Linked DNA regions of Mus musculus: regions 1, 2, 4 and 5 are each linked to region 3. The links are chromatin contacts, called in public HiCAR-type and promoter capture Hi-C maps. All regions are on one chromosome and are shown on one strand. The core of a region is the stretch at or near the end of the contact, and the rest is flanking DNA. Distances in the headings are between cores, read along the strand shown.

The links. Promoter capture Hi-C pulls out the DNA fragments that hold promoters and counts their contacts. HiCAR-type assays count read pairs that join an accessible place to other places.
Region 1: a promoter capture Hi-C map of pre-B cells shows a contact between it and region 3. The contact joins the promoter of Zfp60 here to the promoter of Mrps12 in region 3. A contact is called at or near these places in 2 of 39 promoter capture datasets (liver and pre-B cells) and 1 of 115 datasets of contacts at active chromatin or transcription factors (microglia).
Region 2: a contact with region 3 is called in a promoter capture Hi-C map of pre-B cells. The contact joins the promoter of Ltbp4 here to the promoter of Mrps12 in region 3. A contact is called at or near these places in 2 of 39 promoter capture datasets (liver and pre-B cells).
Region 4: a contact with region 3 is called in a HiCAR-type map of astrocytes, with 2.0 times the contacts expected there. The contact joins the promoter of Zfp260 here to the promoter of Mrps12 in region 3. A contact is called at or near these places in 4 of 39 promoter capture datasets (cranial neural crest, hippocampal neurons, liver and 1 more) and 1 of 115 datasets of contacts at active chromatin or transcription factors (astrocytes).
Region 5: a contact with region 3 is called in a promoter capture Hi-C map of pre-B cells. The contact joins the promoter of Hcst here to the promoter of Mrps12 in region 3. A contact is called at or near these places in 2 of 39 promoter capture datasets (liver and pre-B cells).

What each region holds. Positions count from the first base shown.
Region 1 is chr7:27,730,094-27,732,793 of GRCm38.p6, forward strand. Zfp60 (zinc finger protein 60) reads left to right here and starts at 1,316. Exons shown (of 5, transcript NM_029531.2): 1 at 1,316-1,377.
Region 2 is chr7:27,332,307-27,335,006 of GRCm38.p6, forward strand. Ltbp4 (latent transforming growth factor beta binding protein 4) reads right to left here and starts at 1,342. Exons shown (of 30, transcript NM_001113549.1): 1 at 1,049-1,342. The coding sequence starts at 1,298. The region is part of intron 1 of Gm30543 (a long non-coding RNA gene); the gene reads left to right.
Region 3 is chr7:28,740,410-28,743,109 of GRCm38.p6, forward strand. Mrps12 (mitochondrial ribosomal protein S12) reads right to left here and starts at 1,412. Exons shown (of 3, transcript NM_011885.5): 1 at 1,356-1,412; 2 at 1,078-1,145. The coding sequence starts at 1,126. Sars2 (seryl-aminoacyl-tRNA synthetase 2) reads left to right here and starts at 1,559. Exons shown (of 16, transcript NM_023637.3): 1 at 1,559-1,873. The coding sequence starts at 1,607.
Region 4 is chr7:30,093,698-30,096,397 of GRCm38.p6, forward strand. It overlaps Zfp260 (zinc finger protein 260), which reads left to right and starts at 1,379. Exons shown (of 3, transcript NM_011981.4): 1 at 1,379-1,514.
Region 5 is chr7:30,418,483-30,421,182 of GRCm38.p6, forward strand. Hcst (hematopoietic cell signal transducer) reads right to left here and starts at 1,372. Exons shown (of 4, transcript NM_011827.3): 1 at 1,222-1,372; 2 at 137-160. The coding sequence starts at 1,264.

The DNA.
Region 1 (2,700 bases), core at 66-2,565, 1.0 Mb before region 3:
TTTAGATCATTTACAAAGCGTCTAATATGTTTAGTGGTCCTAATAGGATTATCATTAACCTTGACACTAGTTTTCTCTCATGTTCTGGAAAAATATGTGTAAATATAAATAATAAATAAATGTGGTTTTGAAAGCTCATGTTGAAAGACTCCGAGAGGAGCCCCTTGCTCAGGCCTCAGGACAATAGCGGACACCCAAGAACTCACAAGAGACCAAGCTTGATGCAAACCACATGAGGCTTTATTCGGGGAAAGCCAGAGCTCTGGGGACGACTCATATCCCACGCAGGGGTAGAGGAGTCGACCCCAAGGGGAAAGAGGTCCCAGTTTTTATAGGCCCTCAGGGGGGGAAGGAGAAGGGGGAAGTAGGGGATTTCCAGATCTAAACAATGTTTATTCTCAAGAAATGGGTATGGGAGGGGTCCAAGGGAAGAGTCTGGTGCAGGTGTAGGAACTCTAGATTGGCCGGGCTGTTGTTGCTGGGGAGATTTTCTGACTCTTTTTCAGCAACCAATATCACAAACACCTGGCAATGGGCTTCATCAGTGGGCACACACATGGGTTCAAGGAACGGTCAAAACATTGGCAGACACACGGGTTCAAGGAGTGGCCAGAGCATTGTGCACCTCTATTTTTCTAAATCAGTGAAGCTAGTTCTGCTAACAGTGACATCTATCTTGCCAATTTCAGGGCTTGTGTGACCTTTTACATTCTGTCAGGATCTTTCAATGTCATGTTACACTAAGTACGTTTTCCCTACATAAACAAGGCATACGTCGGTGGTTGTTTACATACGTCGGTGGTTGTTTAGATACTTCCACATGCTAGTCATTCACCTTTCAAAATGGGCGCAGTTCTGTTGATATTTATCCAACTAGTCCTCACTCACGTTTTCCTATCTAGATAACAGGGACACTGACTCTCTGAACATCTGGCTGTCTGAAATCGCTGATATAAACTACCACGTTTAAAACCAACCAATTCTTTAGTTCAGTGTCTTCCAATCTACCATAGTCCCTACTAGAGCACAGCAGGTGGAATCCCTCTTGGTGCAAAGTGTAACCACGCCAGTTATATCCGGATTTGATCACGCTTCCTATTCTGTCCGGGGGTGGGGTGGGGGGTCTGGGAGACAGAACACGACGTCTCCCACAAACCACTGGCATAGCTCTCAGATGGCCTGGCCTAAGTTGTGTGCAGTGATCTCTCTGAACTACAGACCGCTAGGCTTCATCGAGTTGAGCACTCGGCACTACATTTCCCAGGGGCTACCGCGGCGGAAGTAAAGCAACTTCCGGTGCCCTGGCGGCGCTATAGCGGACGGTCGGGTCTTTCTGGTCTGAGTAGGGAATTGCTTTGTGTCTTCGGTCTCTGCAGAGTAAGGCCGGGAGTCCGGGTGTGGGTGTGGACGGTGGGGTGGATGGATGTTGATGCGTGTGTGAGTGTTTAGGGACGGTGCTGTGTGTGCGCGCGCGCGTCTCTGCGTACGCACCTTGAGCTATTTGCATTATCACCGTGCTTGTCGCTTTCTCTCGCGGCCACCAGCAGAGGACCAAGCTTCACTGAGGAGAGGTGAGGGGCGGAGTCTGAAGGGAAGCTTTCCCTGTGGTTCAGATTGAGCTTTGTGACGAGCATTTGAGGCCGAAAGTGCCTCCGAGGGTGGCCTACTGGCCTTTTCTCAGAGCTCTAGCCGTGTGAGTGTCGAGGGAAGAGAGGGGAAATGCTCACTGGGGATGCTCTCAAATGTAATCTAGGCTTACTCAGATGTAATCTAGGCTTACTCAGGCTCCCTGCGCAGGCCATTATTCAAAAGGAGGGCTGGAGGAGCGTGAGATCGTTGTTGCTACCCACCGAAGGCTCAAGGGCGAGTTTGCGCTTTCTCTCTGTGCGAGAAATGAGGGTTTTATGTTTAGAATATGGAATTGTCAGTAAATGAAGAAGGAACGTGTAAATTGATACCGCCATCATTGTGTCCCTTACATTGTCCCTCCCCTTTCCAGTTAGTATTCACATTATCGTTTCAATGACCCTTGACATCTTCTGTCTACAATCACTCCCCCCACCTCACCGACCATGTTATAGATAGGAACCGACAGAGGTTAACAAAAGGGCTTTCAAACTCCGATGTGCTAAATCGATTTCTATTTGGATGGTGTCACACGTCAGATGGCCTTAGATCTTCTTACAGGTCTTCATTTCAAAGCAGCGGAAGAGTGGAGGTTTTTGTTTTCTAGTAGATTTTGAGATTGGGAAAGTGGTAGGCTCTCTCCCCCTCCCCTCCCCTCCCCTCCATCTGGGTTGGAGTCTTGGTTCTGTCCCCTCAGGCTCTCCAGGCCTGTCAGGAACCTTAGGATGCCTGTGGTGAAGCCTGTTAGTGCAGTGCCGCCATATCCTAAGGGCCTGGTGTGCTTTAGTTGTTGCTCTGTGAGGCCATCTTGGGTTCATTCCACTCAGTGTTCTGCAGGACAAGGGAGTGTGAGAAACAATGCGATTGCTGGTGGATGTTTAAGAAAGCCACTCAAACAGAAAAGCTAGGCTTTGTGGGGTACAACGAGGCAGAAAGAAGCAGGAAGGGCAATGTGAATTCTGTAGCAGCTTGATCCCCATAACACGTTTCAGGCCAGCTGGCCTACACAGTGAGAACCTATTTCAAAAACAAGGAAGGTGAATATACCATAGAGCAGAGTGTTTTTCCAAATGT
Region 2 (2,700 bases), core at 92-2,591, 1.4 Mb before region 3:
CAGAGGGCTTGCTGCTAAATGGGCAAAACTAACTTCATGTCCCACAACATTGGAAGAACAGGAAGCTAAGGACATAGGGGTCTTGCCGAGGTCAGCCCGCCTTCACATGTTCCTCCTTGTGCCTCCAGGGGTTTGGCACCCGTCTGGGCACGGCGCCTGGCACGGGCGAGTTGGGGCTGGGCCGGGAGAGAGTGAAGGAAGGAGGGAGGAAGGGGCGGAGAGAGGGAGTGGTAGCGGGCGGGGGCTCGGGCGGGAGATGAGCTCACGCCGGCCGGGTTGGGCTGGCTGGGGGCCAGCCTGGGCGAGTTCTCGGCGCCAGGGGCCCCACTCCCCATTCCGGAGGGCGTAAGGGGTGAGAAGCAATGAAAACCCGACCCCCAAGTCCATCCCCACACTCTGGGCTAGCAGGTGGCGCACCCTCCTGACCTCACCTGAACCCCAGAATGCTCCCCTTGTCTAGAGGAAGCTGAAGCGCAAGCCGGTCCCTTCCTCCCCCAGGGGGCGCCCTTTCCTCAGGCCTCCTATCTGGATATCTGTCGCACGTGGAACCGCTGTAACTCAGGTCTTGCCGAAAGGCACCCCGTCTTTCCTGGGTCCCCTCCCGCTTAGCTCTTCATCACAAGCAGTCCCATGCCAGACTTTCCTAGTCTTCCCCCACTCAAAGACAGACCTAGAAACTTGAGATATGCCCCACCACCCCATGCGACTCTGAAACACTCCTTGCTGACCCACTACGCACAGTCTGCGAATTTGGGCCCCATCTCAAAAGTTCCCAGATCCTAAGATCCTCGCCTTGACTGAAAGGGATGAAAGCTAGTCTCAGTCCGTTCACGTGGGACACCACAGTTCCAAAAACACTCAATGCTCCTGAAATCAGCGCCCTGGAGATCCACTCCCCAAATAAGGAATTCAGAGCCCCCTTCCTCAAAGACCCCACGGAGTCCCCAGCATTTCTGTACATGGAATCTGGGCTCCTGCTCCCTAAGGCATTGTCTCCAGGGTCCTCCCTCCGGGCACTCCTCCCTTGGGAGCACCATCCCGCACTCACAGGCGCGGAAGCCGGGTCCCCCCGGGGCCGCCCCGCCGGGCGCGCCGCTGTCCACGCTGGTGGCGTTGCGGGGCGCGCAGGTCGGGGTACAGCGGGAGCCAGTGGGCCCGTGGATGCAACGCAGGCCGCACACAGCGGGGGTGAAGCGCACGCGAAGACGCTCTCGGGGTCGGCCCAGTACGGGCTGCGGCCCCAGCTGCGCCAGCAGCACCAATAGCGACACCCAGAGCAGCTGCGCGCCGCCCGCCATGGCTGCAGCGCCGCGCTCCACCGCGCCGCCGCCCCAGCCCGCCCGAGGGGCCCGGCCGCGCCCGCCCGCTCGCCCGCCCGCCCGCGGGGGAGGGCGGCCGCGCCCCCGCTCAGCCCCCCCTCCCCATCGCTCCCTCCCGGGCGGCCGCGCGGGGGCGCGTGGGGCTGGGCGCTTAGCCAGAGGCGCGAAGGCTGGGCGCTAGACTCGCAGGGGGGAGGGGAGGGCGCCCCCTCTGCTCCCACCCGTGCTCCAACAAGTGGATGGGGCCTATGGGGAGTAGCAGGGAAGGGAACAGGTGGGGGCGGGCGGGTTTGCTCCCAGAGAGAGTTGAATCCATTGAGAGGAAATCCATTAGAGTAATGGGGGCCGCATTTGGGGAGCCAGCTGAAGACTGATCCTCTGACCAGGCACGGGGGTAGGGGGTGGGGGGGAAGAGGCTTCATCTAGATAGAGGACAAGGATGGCACATTTGGGCAGCAAGATGGTACATCTGTGGGTGACGAGAAGGGTCGGTGTACAGGACACATAAAGGAATTAGAGGAGCTGAATTCTGGAGAGGAGACTAAGGCGCTTACACCTGAAGACGCCACAGCACACCAAGACTCTCTACACCTGGTGGGAGAGGTCAGAATGAATAAAGCTGTGGGCGGGGGTCCTCACATCTGGCCTGGGGCACACATCTGGAAAACCTTAGGAAGGAGGGGGATGCATCTGGGCTGAAGGCCACACAGCAGGAGAGGGCTTCTGAGGGTAGTTGAGTCTATAGAGTGCTCTAATCTGGGGTACCGGGCTGTAGTAAAAGTAGGGTCAAGGGACGGTCTGGCATGTAAGAGGGAAAGGTCTTTGGCCCCCAGCCGTCCCGCAATCTTGGGCATTTTGTGCCGGGGCAGGCGCCAACCCGCACAATCGCTTTTGTTGTCTGGACTGGTTCAGCCTCGCTCTCTGCTGGGCGAGTTGCCCCCCTCTTCAGCCACGGGAGCCCGGACGCCTGGCTTCCCGGCCCCACCCTGATGGGTCAGCGCCTTTGGCCTGCGTCTAGTTCTGTCCCTGGCTCACCTCATACTGCCGGACGCAGGGGTCCCTAGAGGTGGCCGCATCCTGGGGAGTGGGGTGGACCAAGCTACAATAGGGGACTGGTAGGCGGCGGCAGCACCGTGGGAACCAGACGGCTTTATCTGGCCCGGAACCACCCCCCTCCACCCCCTACACGGAGGAAGGGCGGATGTTCTTACCCCGGGCCTGGCCGGCAGGGGCGCGATGTGGGGGCCTTCTTTTCAGCAATGCCCGGGCCCACGGCCCTCGGGGCCGCCTTTGCCTCAGCAGAGCTCGGGCCTCCTGCAAACTAGGTGGAAGAGGGTGGAAGAGGCTGTCACTACTATTAAATTGGCCTCCTCACCTCAAG
Region 3 (2,700 bases), core at 162-2,661:
CAGAGGATCTGACACACCCATGGGTTGCACTTACATACACACATTCATACAGGGGCTGGAAAGATACCTCAGTGGTTAAGAGCACTGGTTGCGGGCTGGCGAGATGGCTCAGAGGGTAAGAGCACTGACTGCTCTTTAATCCCAGCACTCCGGAGGCAGAGGCAGGCGGATTTCTAAGTTCGAGGCCAGCCTGGTCTACAGAGTGAGTTCCAGGACAGCCAGGGCTACACAGAGAAACCCTGTCTCGAAATACCATGTGAATGGAATACCCAATGCCTGCCTCCCTCAGAACACTGTGTACAAACCTGATGTCTGGGCAATGTCTAGGAACATAAAAGTTGTCCTCCAATGGGTGGCCCGTCTTAGAATTAGAAAAATAGCACGTGAATGAATAACTAAACTTCTTCTTCTTCTTTTTTTTTTTTTTTTTTTGGTTTTTTGAGACAGGGTTTCTCTGTGTAGCCCTGGCTGTCCTGGAACTCACTTTGTAGACCAGCCTGGCCTCGAACTCAGAAATCTGCCTGCCTCCCGAGTGCTGGGATTAAAGGTGTGCGCCACCACTAAACTTCTTAGCTTGGCCTTCTCACCTGTAGGGGGTGATCAATAAACACTGAAGGAATAAACACTACTGAGAGACACCTAAGCAGGGAGACATGCCAAGAAAGGAGCATTTGTTGGTATGATTGTTACACGGACATCGAGAGTGCACTTACACAAACTAAGACAGAATATCACCAGGCAATGCAATCTCAGGGATTCACCGCTATCGATGCAGGGGAGCCATGACTAAGACTGACTTAAACTCTAAGAACACAGGACCTTCCCACCTCCTGCCCCCTGAGCCGGGAGCGTGGTAGAAAACGCCTGTAACTCCAGAACTTGGGAGATTGAAGCGGTAGTCAGGAGGTCAAGGCCATCCTGTCTACAAAGTGATTTGGAAGTTGACCTGGACTACAGTGAAACCCTGTCTCCAAAATAGAAAAGGCACCGTGCTTAAAGATGATACCATCCGAAATCTGGCAAAAACACGCAAATGCCAGGGAGCTGTCCTCGTCCCTGTGGCCCATGCTCACTTACCACGACTGAGGGACGTGGTGAGGCCATAAAGAAGGCCGGGCCAGGACATCTCGCCGCCTGCAGCGTCCCTGTATTAGGAGAGAAGACATTCAGAAAGGAGGTTGGGACCAGAAACCCACTCTCAGAGCCTTCTAGAATCTCCTCTAAAACAGAAAGTCCCCTCGCAAATTCAGTCTCCTTCTGAGTAGGCCCCCAAGGACCCAACCGCCCTTGCCCGGATACTGGAAGGGGAAACTGAGGAGAGAGGAGAGATCTGGATCACAGATAACTGCACCCACCTCACCAACCTAGCGGGGTCGCACACACGCCAACCCCTACCTCCAGCCCCTTCCGGGGTTCCTCCTTAGTGATTGGCTAGATCTTTCCTGCGTCACTGAAGGGACGGGACAAGGATGACGATTGGACAATAACAGATTCTAGCTGAGTTCCATTTTCCTCATTGGAAGGGATTCTGAAGCCTGGGCGGGAAATCTCCTTGCGCGTCTGATTGGCTCGTCCATGATGAGTGACTTCTTGTTTCCACTCCAAGATGGCTGCGTCCATGGCGCGGCTTTGGTGGCCTTTCCTGGCTCGCCAGGGGCTCCGGTCCCGAGGACGCTGCGTGTGCAGCCAGAACCCAAGGAGGAGTTTCGCTACGGAGAAACGAGTCCGGAACCTCCTGTACGAACACGCACGAGAGGGCTACAGCGAGCTTCCCTACTTGGACATGGAGTCGGTGTGCGCATGCCCAGAAAAAGCCGCGCGCTCCCTGGAGCTCCGCAAGGGGGAGCTGCGGCCGGCCGACCTGCCTGCGATTGTGAGTGCGCTTGCGCCCTGAGGGAGCAGGATGCTTTACAGAACTGGGTTTACCAGATGCATTCCAGTTGTGGGAAAAACTACTCAACAGGAATTTGGGTTCCTTCCCAAGTTAGGCAATGTCTTGTGCATGACACCCACTTAGGTGCCAATGATCTAGGGAGAACTGAGGCCCTATTGAACGTCGTGGATGCCTTCTGTGACCTACATGCCCTTTTGCATGCATTTCATAATTCGACAGTTGGTATCTACTGTACTCCCAGAACCTAAATACCATTGTCTTCTGTACTCAAACTTCGTGCCGGGCTCACCCTTAGGCCACAAAGAAAAATGAGGAGGGAGGTGTGAATCAGAGGGAATTTTGGAGACAGAGCTTTGCATCCTGCTATAAACATCCTGATGGAGTTGAATGGATAAATACCTGCTAAACAGATATTTAAGGTATATCTGTTCATGTATTTATGATCCAGAGGTTAAGACTATGCGCCATAATTCTACCTTATAGGGAACTAAAATTGGGGGTCTCCATGCCGGTAGTGAATTCCGAATGTAATAGATGAATCTTCCCAACTCTGTTGCCTTGATAAAACACCATGAACAAAGCAACTTACAGAAGGATTTATTTTGGGCTTGGTAGGGAATGGCAGAATAGCAGCAGGTCACAGAGCAGTAAGCTGACAGCACACATCTTTAACCACAATCATGAAGCACAGACCTCAAACTAGATGCAGGACGAGGCTTTAAGCTCTCAAAGCCCACCTCCAGGAACATATTTCCTCCAGCAAGGCCACGCCTCCTAAGCCTCCCCAAACATCACCAGCCACTGAT
Region 4 (2,700 bases), core at 129-2,628, 1.4 Mb after region 3:
TGTGGGGTGGGTGTGGGAATGTATCATGTAAAAGGGTACCTGGGAAGGTATCTGGTAAGACATATTGGTAAGCCATAAGGACAGTCATATATTCCAGGATCAAGAATTTAGCTCACAGTTCACGGTGGCACCTTTTTGGTTTCACACTGGGCTGTTTGATAAGGAGAGAGGCAGAAGCCTAGAGGTCAGGAGAGCAGAAAACCAAGCATGGTGGACAAGAGGTCAAACGGGCTAGATTATATAGGGAAGAGAAGCTGGGGAAGGGACAGCCCAACTCTGGTGGGAGATTTCAGGGTAGGAGGCAGGGTAGCCCAGGACAAGCACAGGTAGCCAGGCCCCACCTCTATACTAATCTAATGGCCTGGCCCAGTCCCTTGATGTGCAAGAGTATTCAGGGCCAGCCTTCTAGACTGTTCTACCACTGAGAAGGCTGTTTCCAGCCCCTTGAGATACAGACAAGATCCACTCTATAGAGGAAAAAAGGGCGGGGGCGGGGGGAAGAATCCCAGGCCGCCCTGGAAGCCCCGCCTCCTTTCCCCCCAAACCCTATATAATGCCTGCCTCCTGTTCTGTTCTTTGTTGATTCTCTCCCAAGCAAAGGCACCCAACTTCTTGAGGCTTTCCTAATACATCTCTCCCGAGGTTTGCTGTAGGGTGTGACTTTGTGGTATTCCTTGGCTCCCAACTGTAGGATAGCTTTCCCTTTAGAGCTGTAACACCTTCACCAGGCCATCAGCTGCTTTGATATGTTAACAGGCATCTCAGCCATTTGCCCCAGTTTTGGGACCTAACACTCAGGTAACGCATTAACAAACCTCCCACAGGACCCCACAACTCACCTGCATACTGCTTTCCACATTGTTACACACTGTCACAACCCTAGGACATACGGCTACAAAAATTACAATTTCACAATAGTTCATTTTCCTGATTGTTTAGTCTGAACCCAATTATCAGTCTCAATTCCAGCCTGGCTTCAGTTTGTGATACTGTAGCAATCGCTTCCTTAACACCAGAGTCTGATACAACTCTCTGCAGAGCTGCCAACTATCAGCCTGAGATGCCTTCTGGGAAATGTAGTTCAGCAGTGCGCCACGGTGGCCAAGATGGCGTCCTCTCCCGTAAAACCCAGAGGATTGCGCCTTACTGGGAATCTCGCCCTGGAGGCAAGGAAAAGCCTATTCTGTGAGTTTAAGCTGCACTCATTACACACCTTGGCACACCATTGTCCTTTGCGGTAACACAGTGTAAAAGTGGTAGTATCTGAGTTCCAACCTTTTACTACTTATCCACTGGGAAAAGTTCTCGGGAGAGTGGAGGGGAAATTAACTAGAACCCCTGAGACTTCTGGGAAATGTAGTTCACAGTTAAAAAGAGAGCGAAAGAGAGAGACTAGAATGGAAAAAGATCCTCTAGTTCAGAGCCCTGGTGGGCAGAGACCTCTGGGAGTGCTAGCTCACTGAAGGAGTGCGCAGGCGCAGGCTTCGTGGCTCGCCATCGTCGCCTTTGTCTGGGTGAGTTTGATTTCGGGGTCTGTAGGACCGGGATTTTCCCAGACTGAGTAAAGGCAAAGGAGCTGTGGGGGAGGGTTTACCCACCTGCCCGGGCGAGGATGCCTGAAGGGGCGAAAACGCCTACTGTGATGGTGGAGCTGAGAACTTGGGTGGATGGGGGCTGGGGAGATCAGAAACCGGGGTGGGTTTGCGGGCGGGGTGAGCATACGTGTAAGGGTGTGTTTTGGTTTGTTTCGAGTGAGCGAGAAACTGGTTTCAAGTTTGTAAAAATACAGGGGTGGTTTTCTAATACATGTCGCATTTATTTTAAAAATAAAAACGAGGTGTTTTTTTTTCTTCTGGAAAACAGGAAAGGGAAAAAGATAATTGAGTGAGTAGTTTTAAACCTGGTTTTTAAAAATCAAAACAAGTCTACAGTAAAAAAATGAAACCAACGTTCCTTTGAAAAATATTCTTTGTAACAAAGATTTCCAATAACTCGTTATTGGATGCCTACACATCTGTAGGCATTAACTTGCTACTTGGAAAAACCAGATGAGCTAGTTTTGAGTAGTCCCAAATTTACGGACTAGCCCTTAGAATGTACTTTTCACTGCTGCAGATGGGATTGAATCAGTAAGGTAATTAATTGTCCCCCCTTTAGCACAGAGAGGTCAAGAAAGCTATTTAATTTAGCACTCTGATTTGTCAAAGGACAGGGCTCGTGTGTGTGTGTGTGTGTGTGTGTGTGTGTTGCCTGAATATATGTGTACGTGGAACCTGCAGAGGCCAAAAGAAGACATTGGATCCCCTGGAACTGGAATTATAGACAGTTGTGAGCTGGCATGTGGGTACAGGGAGTTGAACTAGAGTCCTTTGGAAGAACAGCCAGTGTTCTTATCCACTGAGCAATCCCTTCAGCTCCAAATTAAGACTCCTAATTTGTCCAGATTTATCCATACCAAGTAGCTTTTGTTAACATACAGATTTTCTTCTGAGTAGTTTTTGGTCAGTCTTTAAAACATGACAAACAACAAAAAATGGTCTGCGTTCATAGTCCTGCTTGTCCTGGAACTCTCGAGATAGGCTTCCCAAGTGCTGGGACTAAAGGCATGCGCTGTTATAGCTGGCTCATCATCGTTTTGCTTTCATTTCTCCCTCCTTCCTTCCTTCCTTCCTTCCTTCCTTCCTTCCTTCCTTCCTTCCT
Region 5 (2,700 bases), core at 122-2,621, 1.7 Mb after region 3:
GGTGAAGAGTCAAGATGGGACCTGGGAAGGGCTCTGAGATTAGGATCGTCACAAGCCAGGGGCGTGCTGTGGGACAGACTTAAGGGTTGCAGGCGCTGCTGAAGTTACAAGGGCTAAGGCTTCTTTCATTCCTCACCTGCCGATGTCTGACTTGCAGCCACTGTGGAAAAACCCAAGAAGGTGGATGGAGGTTGGAAGTACAGGGGAGCAAACCCCAACACCCAGGCTTAGGGCAGGTGGGATGCTTGAGTGTAGTGTGAATTTTGGCTTCTTAAAAAAAAAAAAAGCGAAAAACAGTTGTGTGAACATGCTTTGTTTTAATCTCAGGTCTGGGATATGGGGATGCTTAAGATTGTCCACGGTAGCTATGATTTGTCTCGTGCTCTGGCAGGGGCGTGATTCTGCCAGCTGAAGCTAATTAACTTCTGGAATTCTGGGGACTCTTGAGAGGCTGGGAAAATGCCAGAGCCCTGGAGGCTGTGGCTCCTCCCCCTGCTGTTGCTGCATTGGCTGTTTGCTGGATGGCTGGTGGTTAAATGCTTTTTGGCTACTTTACTGGGGTCTAGCACCCTTCTCCATCCCAGTCCCTTCCAACCCCCCTAACACCAGGTAAGCAAGAAAGAAGATTAGAGGGGGAAGGGGTTGTAGACCACTTTAGACAACTTCCTGCTGGTTAGGGGTGTCAAGTTCTAGGGACAAGCTCTTAGGATGTCTCTAACCAGCAATCCAGCAAAAGGGGCAACAATCGGAGCACTAGCCACTGTTGCGGCCTCTAGGGCTCTGGCCTCTTTATACCGCTCAAGAGTCCCCAGAATTCCAAAAGTAAACTATCTTCAGCTGGCAGGATCACACCCCTGCCAGAGCATGAGACAAATCATAGTCACCTGCCACGGGCAATCTTAAGCAGCCCCATATCCCAGACCTGGGATTAAAACAAAAGTGTTCACATAGCGTAACTACATTTTTAGAGAAACCAAAAATTCTCACTGTTCTTAAGACCTAACTAAACTCCACAGTGGAGAGGTAAACTGGAAGGAGAGCTCCCCCCCCCCACCCCCTCCACAGCCACCAGAAAAGGGAAATAGAAGTGACTCAGCAGGGCTTCAGAATCCCATGCCCAACCCCCAAGGACTCAGGGGCACAGGGAGACCGACTTCCTCTCTGTGCCTCTGACAGCAGATGGCAGCCTTTCTGTCCCCTCAACCCCAGCACTGGCTTCACCTGGGAGCAGAAGCAGGAACAGGAGGTAGCCTGGGGGGTCCATGCTGGGCTGGGACCTGAAGGGATCTGGCCAAAACTGTGGTCCAGGGAAGTCCTCAGAACAGTAGAGGAGAAGAGAGGCAGCTAGGACGGATGTCACCCCGATGGTGACAATGCTACCTACTTCCTGTGTGGGTGCATGTGTGTCAAGACTTCCTTTGGAGAACAAATATGGGGGAGTCAGAGCCCAGAGAAGCTTCCGTGATCATCTCGGTGGAGTGGCAAGAGGACCATGGTGTGGGCACCAGGGAGATTATGGAAATAAGCTGGAGGTAGAGCCAACAACACTTGGGGAGGAGGGGGGGTGTGTTTGAGAAAGGGGATCATGGTGACTGTCGTTCCCAGCCTGAGCGAGATTAGAAGAGTGGAGAGTGGGTTGAAAGATAGTGAGGAAGCACTGGTTAAGGAGGGAGAGAAGGGCTGCCTGTGTTTGGGCACACTGAGTTGAAAATACCTAACAGATCTTTCTGGAAATGTGAATGCCCACAGGTAGGGTTCAGAGTCTAGGGACAAGACTGGTCCTGACACGTAAATCTGAGAGGGTTGATGGTTGGAGGACACGTGTAAAGCCATAGACTGGGTGAGATTGTTAAAGAGATACACACACATGCACACTGCCAGAGAGTGCAAGGGAAGCTGAGGGCAGGGCAGAAGCAAGGGAGGGGAGACCCAACCCCCGGCAGTGTTGTAAGAGAGAAGGAGAGATTTGGTCATCACAGTTCAATGCCAAGGAAGGTCACCAAGTGGGAACTGAGAATTGTTGGTTGCCTGGTGGACTGGGAATTCCTGTTTGGCTCACACCTCTCTATCTCCAGTGCCCAGCAAAGTGTCTCCTTTATGTTAGCAGAGTTCTTTAAATGGTGAATAAGTAAGCCAGGCATGATTGCCCAAGCCTGTATGTCCAGCACTAGGGAGACAAGTGAGGAAAAAAATAAATGGCTGTGAGTTCAAGGCTAGCCTGGCTGTTTTAGCAGGTGCATGGCCAGGCCAGCTACTTGGATGTAGGAAGCCCCTGTCTCAAAAACAAAGTGTTGGTAGGGAGAAGGTTTGGGATAAAGGTACTTGACTTGTATTAGGGCCCCATAACTGTCACAAAAAGGCCGGTATCTACAGTAGGCTTCAGAGCACGTGGTCTTCCACCTCCAGGGGAGTTCACACACTTTTTTTTAAAAGGCAAATATTGGAACCAGACAGAGTGGCACACGCCCTTAATCCCAGCACTTTGGAGACAGAAGCTGGCATATTTCTGTGGATTCTAAGGCCAGCCTGGTCTACATGGTGAGTTTCAGGACAGCTAGAGCTACATAGTTTGACTCTGTCTCTGGGGGTAGGGTGGAGTTGGGGCTGAAAAACAAACAAAAGAGCCAATATTGGTAGTTGATATGGCTCCAATATCTATAACCCAACATTTGGGAAATGGAAGCAAGAGAATCAGGAGGG